Regions from separate parts of the Sus scrofa genome. Here region 1 is linked to region 2. Evidence: chromatin contacts called from public HiChIP or PLAC-seq data. All regions are on one chromosome and are shown on one strand. The core of a region is the stretch at or near the end of the contact, and the rest is flanking DNA. Distances in the headings are between cores, read along the strand shown.

Evidence for each region. HiChIP or PLAC-seq counts read pairs in DNA pulled down with a chosen protein or histone mark.
Region 1: a contact with region 2 is called in an H3K27ac HiChIP or PLAC-seq map of skeletal muscle. The contact joins two enhancer-like sites. A contact is called at or near these places in 1 of 5 promoter capture datasets (liver), 5 of 47 Hi-C or Micro-C datasets (embryonic fibroblasts, epiblast stem cells, fetal skeletal muscle and 1 more) and 1 of 2 datasets of contacts at active chromatin or transcription factors (skeletal muscle).

Annotation. Positions count from the first base shown.
Region 1 is chr13:200,167,742-200,170,647 of Sscrofa11.1, reverse strand. It overlaps a transcript of CLDN14 not described here. Among named protein-coding and RNA genes, the nearest start is that of CLDN14, 39 kb to the right of the region's middle. Within about 2 kb of position 1,282, at least 8 of the 83 cell types and tissues checked have an H3K27ac peak or open chromatin away from gene starts, as enhancers often do. A contact at or near this core is called in skeletal muscle, where this site is marked.
Region 2 is chr13:200,080,557-200,083,256 of Sscrofa11.1, reverse strand. The region is part of intron 1 of LOC106505859 (a long non-coding RNA gene); the gene reads left to right. Among named protein-coding and RNA genes, the nearest start is that of CHAF1B, 34 kb to the right of the region's middle. Within about 2 kb of position 1,271, at least 3 of the 83 cell types and tissues checked have an H3K27ac peak or open chromatin away from gene starts, as enhancers often do. A contact at or near this core is called in skeletal muscle, where this site is marked.

The sequences.
Region 1 (2,906 bases), core at 33-2,532, 87 kb before region 2:
ATCTGTAAACATGTATCATTATAATTATTATTCCAGTTTCTAGTTAAAACCAAACTGGCCCAAAGAAAAGAAAATACCAGCCCTGCCTCTGAGGGCAGCTACCTTGGCTTTTCCAGTATTTCCAGTCTGGCTGGTGGGAGAATGTCCTGGGAAGCTCACTACTTGCTGGGCTTGAGCCGGGAGTTGTATTCTCCAGGTTTGAGGATGAGGAGGAGGCCAAGACTCCAGTTGAGCCCTGGATGCAACGGGCTTTGATTGTTCATGCCGTTCACTCTAGCAAAGGCTGGACCTCTCCCACGAGACCAGGTGCAGGATGTCTACAGCAGGGCCCTGAGCCTTTATGGTCTTTCGAGGACTAACAGGTTGCGGAGGTGATGAGGAAACCGACTTCTTGTTTCTAAGATGTTGATCTAAAACCAGTGCCTCTAAGGGGGTGACTCCTGCTTTCCTCATGAGAAGATCTCCAGGCCTCTGAGGTGGTTACATGGAGAAAATTCGTGCCTGGACAGCCCTGCCCACCACAGTGACTCTGCCCCCACCAGATCTATCACCCTCCATGGACCTCAGCTGTCTCGGCACAGCTCCCTTTCTCTGGGTCTGCATAATTTCACCCCATGCCAATTCCTGCTTCCAACTGGTAAACCCCACACCCACTCCCCTTCCCCTAGTGCAGCCCCAGGTGAGGCCTCAGGCCGCGCTCCCCGTGCACTTCCGGTCCGAGCGGGGCTTCCTCCCAAGATGGCCGACACCGGAAGTGCCGTCCTCCGCGGGCGGGGCTCCTCCTGCTCCGCCGGAAGTCAGGACGTAAGGCTGGGAGCACGGCAGCCATGCCCTCTGCCAGGTGGAGACCCGGATGACAATATGCTGCTGTCTTAAAGGGGTGGTTTTAAAATGTCTCTTTGGTATTTACTTAGAGGAAAGGCTGAGTTCTCTAAATAAATAAAGGAAGGGCCCAGTGGGAGAAAATAGCCCCAGGAGGTAGCCTCACCCTGTCCCCCACCTGCAGAGAATTCATTTCTGGCCCCAAATTGGCAGCCCATCCCTCCCTCTACTCCCCCCCAGCAAACAAAAGCCCCACAGTGAATGGCACCCGCCTGTCTCGGAAGACACTGTCCTACACAGGCCCTTGAGAACCCCGCATTCCAGGCCCTATTTAAGTACTCGTCCCCTCTCCCCCGCTGTTTCCCCTGAAGGCGGATCTAGAAAAGACTCTCTCTCTGTCTTGCTACTGTTTTCAGTGATGCTGCAGCTGTTCAGCTGGCCCACCCTGGCTAAAAGGAAATGTGGTTTCTTTCCAACGGTACTGGGAAGCCTGAGTGCTCCCTGTTCCTGGAGGGGGTGGCTCTGAGCCTGCCTGCCCCTTGCCCACCACTCCTGGCAACCGGGGCACCCCAGCATGTGTCAGATAGGCCATGACACAGAAGGTGCACAGAGGTTAGACAGGATTGCCCTTTGGGTCTTTAGAAGGGTAATTCTGCCTTCTGCCTTGATGCCCTCTTTGTATGCCCAGGCCTCAGTACTGCTTGCTTACAGGGCTAGTTGCCATCTCTCCCCAGTGGCTGGCAGAACTTCACCCTCTGCTTCTCCATTTCCATGAAGGTAACTTGAGCTGCCTGGAAACTGGCTCTCTGACATCCAACATAATACCCTTCCTTTGTCCTTTGAGGCAAGTCCAGAGTAACCACCCAAACACCATTTACCCAAAACAAGGGGTCAAAACTGTTACCTAGATCATGAAACACCGGGTTGCATGCTCCCCCTCCACCCACCCACCCACCCACAGCTGGCAGAGAGAAAGACCAAAGCAGAGTAAGTGGTGTGATTTGCAGAACACACTCAACTGAGGAGAGCACTGAAAATACTGTCTAGTGCAGGGTGCTGAGCTGAAGGTCCCAAAGGGGACAGGCCTCCCTCCCTAGCGCTCATCCTGAGAGTAAAGTGTGTGTGTGTGTGTGTGTGTGTGTGTGTGTTTAATTACATATAATTTTTAGGGAAAGTATTTCTGAGGCTAATGGTATCAGAATGAATTGGCACCGTGCAGGGTAGAGTTAAACAACAGGAGTTCCTGTCGCAGCACAGCAGAAATGAATCCAATGAGGAGCCACAAGATTGAGGGTTTGATCCCTGGCCTTGCTCAGTGGGTTAAAGATCTGGCATTGCCGTGAGCTGTGATGCAGGTCCCAGATGAAGCTCGGATCCTGCGTTGCTGTGGTTGTGGTGTAGGCCAGCTTCTGTAGCTCCAACTGGACCCCTAACCTGGGAACCTCCATATGCCGCAAGTGCAGCCCTAAAAAGCTTTAAAAAAATTAAACAACAAATGTGTGTGTGTATTTGCAAAAAGTAACAGCACTGCTAGTAGCCAAGGCACTCCCTCTATTTGTGAAGCGGGGCCAGGCTTTTTGTTTAGTTAACCAACCCCAATCCCTTTCCATTTCCACATAGTAATTAAATACTCAAGCAAGTTGTCTCTGGGTTTTGTCACCTGGTGGTGGTGGCCATGATGCCTGGGAGCTTTGGGTTCCCTGCCACATGGTCCACCGGGTTGCATGCTCCCCCTCCACCCACCCCCCCCACAACTGGTATTGCCTGTCACTAAAAATATTCACCAGCCATGGAAGAGAGCAATATAGGAGTTGTAGGTTTTTTCTTTGTTAATATGGACCAGAGTCTCTCGAGCTTTATTTAGAACATGACTGCTTTATGCAGCCCCTTGCTTCAGGACCTGTCTTTGGCAGACTGATGTTTGTTGCTATTTCTTGTAGCTCTTTTTGTTCTGTGGTAGGTACTTTGTTCCATATTAATTTCTGGAATAAAATATTAATTTTTGGTCCAGAAATTAGTACTTATTTTTACTTAAGTCCAAAGCACATGGAAGGGTGTGGTGTTAGAAGTGAAACTGCTTCCCC
Region 2 (2,700 bases), core at 22-2,521:
ACCCACTGAGCAAGGGCAGGGACTGAACCTGGGTCCTCATGGATATGCGTTGCTTTCTTAACCTGCTGAACCACAACAGGAAGCCCCTGGCCACTTTCTCTGTGTGTAGATGGAATCCTGATGACACAGTCAGTGGGTAAGAGCACCGATGCTGGAGCCAGGTGACGACCAGCCGATTAACTAACTGCAATTTTAAGACCTAAGGTTCCTAAGCCCCCTGTGCCAGTTTCCTCCTGCCCCAGGCTTGTTGTGAACTCCGGTGAGCTAACAAAGTGTCTCTGGGTGCCACATGCCATGGCCACACTGCGGCACTACGCTGGTCCACGCTGCCCAGGGCCAAGGAAATCGTGGGGGCCCTGCCTGGCCAGTTGGGGACAGCTCAGAGGTCTTGTCGCATTTCAGCAGTTAAAGCGGCCTCTCCCTGGGTCTGGGTTTGGCTGCCTTATGGGGAGAAGCTGGTTTCCATTTTCCAGCTGACATCCCTCACCGGCCTGCCCCTCTCATGGCACAGGTATAAAGAGTTGAATCTTGTCCCTCCAAATTCCACATCACCTGGAACCTCAGGATGTCACCTTATTTGGAAGTAGGGTCTTGATAGCGATGTAATCAGTCAAGGATCTCGAGATGATGATTCTGGATTGGGGTGGGCCCTAAATCCAGGGACAGGTGTCCTCAGAAGACAAGCGAAGGGAGAAGACACAGAGAAGCAGAGGGAGGGTGGAGGCAGAAGTCAGAGCAGTGGGGCCCTGAGCCAGGGAAAGCCAGCAGCCACTAGGAGCTGGCAGAGGCAGGGGCGGGGGTGCTCCCCCAGAGCCCCCAGGGGGAGCCGACTCCTTGACTTCAGACCCTGGCCTCCAGAGCCGTCGAATACATTTCTGTTGCTTTAAGTCACCCTTAAAATGTATGATGGCAGCCCTAGCAAACTAAACACGGAGGCTTCAGTATTATCTCACACCAGCTCTGTGTGATAGAATCCCACTCTTTAAAAAAAAAAAAAAGTTAGTTTCTAAGTACTGGGCAGGGATCAAACCTGAACCACAACAGCAACTCAAGCTGCTACTGTGATGATCCTGGGTCCTTAACCTCTGAGCTACAAGGGAACTCCAGTACTGGTTGTTTTAAATGCTTGTTGGGGTGTGTGTTTGTGTATGCAGGTGCCTCACTCAGCAGCTTCTCATAGCTCTAAATGCAGTGTCACCATAGGAGTCTTGTCAGCCTGGAAGAAGTGAACAGTGTTGTCACTTGACATTTCTGCAGCTGTCACAGCCTCACTTGCTGTGACATGTTTCCCACCTCCTGTCCAGGGTCAGCTCCTCTGGGCATCAGACACTCTACAAGGACCCTGGCTGGGCCTTCTCTACGGGGATCCCATAAGCCAGGTTCCTTGGGGGTCAATGGCTGCAGCTCAAACCAAATCACTCCCCCTCCCCAGCAACACTCCAGGATCTAAGAACCTGCCATCCTAAAAAGAAGACCCTCTTCCCAATTTAATGAGTTCTGTTGCACATGCTTCTCATGGCAAGATGTCCAATCATCAAGAAAGGCTTTGGAGGGAGTTCCCATTGTGGTGCAGCAAAAATGAATCCGACTAGTAACTGTGAGGATGCAAGTTCAATCCCTGGCCTCACTCAGTGGATTGAGGATCCGGCGTTGCCGTGAACTATGGCATAGGTCGCAGTCGCAGCTCAGATCCCGCATTGCTGTGCTTGTGGCGCAGGCCAGCAGTTGCAGCTCCAATTTGACCCCTAGCCTGGGAACTTCCACATGCCTCAGGTGCAGCCTAAAAAAAAAAAAAAAAAAAAGGCTTTGAGATGTTAATTTTATAGCTGCTAGCATCTCAAATGTCATCGAATGAACCACGGGAACTGAGGCCTCAAAGCACTGGTTTTGGACCTAAATCTCTGTTAATATGGACCCACTGAGGAGGGGTCATGCTCAGGGGCGAAGGAGTTGAAGGTCTGGAAAGGAGCAGCACTGGCTGATGTGTTTGGAGGTTCCCTGGCAGGGGGGGCGCCCTGGGCTCCCCCCCACAGCCTCTCACTTTCACCCGTGTCCCAAGCTCACGAGGCAGGGTTGCTTTGTTATCTCATTCCACAGTGAGAAAAAGAGAGGCAAGGTTCAAGCAAGGCCAAGCTTGAGTTCCTGTTGTGGCTCAGCGGAAACGAATCTGACTAGCATCCATGAGGATGCAGGTTCAATCCCTGGCCTTGCTCATTGGGTTAAGGATTCTGCATTGCTGCACCTGTGATGTAGGCCATCTGCTACAGTTCCAATTTGACCTCTAGCCTGGGAACTCCATATGCCACAGGAGTGGCCATGAAAAGACCAAAAAAAAAAAAAAAAAAAGGCCAGGCAAAAAACTGTTGGCCACACAGCAAGTGGCAAAGGCCAGGGTTCAAGTCCAGGCAGGCGAGCCAGCCCCAGTGCCTGCAACCTTCATACTCTGCGGTTGCCAAGAACCTGTGTTCCGCTAGGCTCAGCTGCCACAAGTTAACTCACGGGCACTTTTGGTTGTAACTTCTCACAGGAAGCCAGCCACTCCCATGCTATTTCAGTAGTTCCTGAACTGCTCTTTTAGAAGTTCTTGTGTATTCTTCTTTTGTAGATGAGGGCAGAGGGGATTCGACACTGCATGTCTGAAGGACCAAATTAGCCATGAATTAGGGGGGTCCAGACCCCCTGCATTCTCAGTTCCCAGGG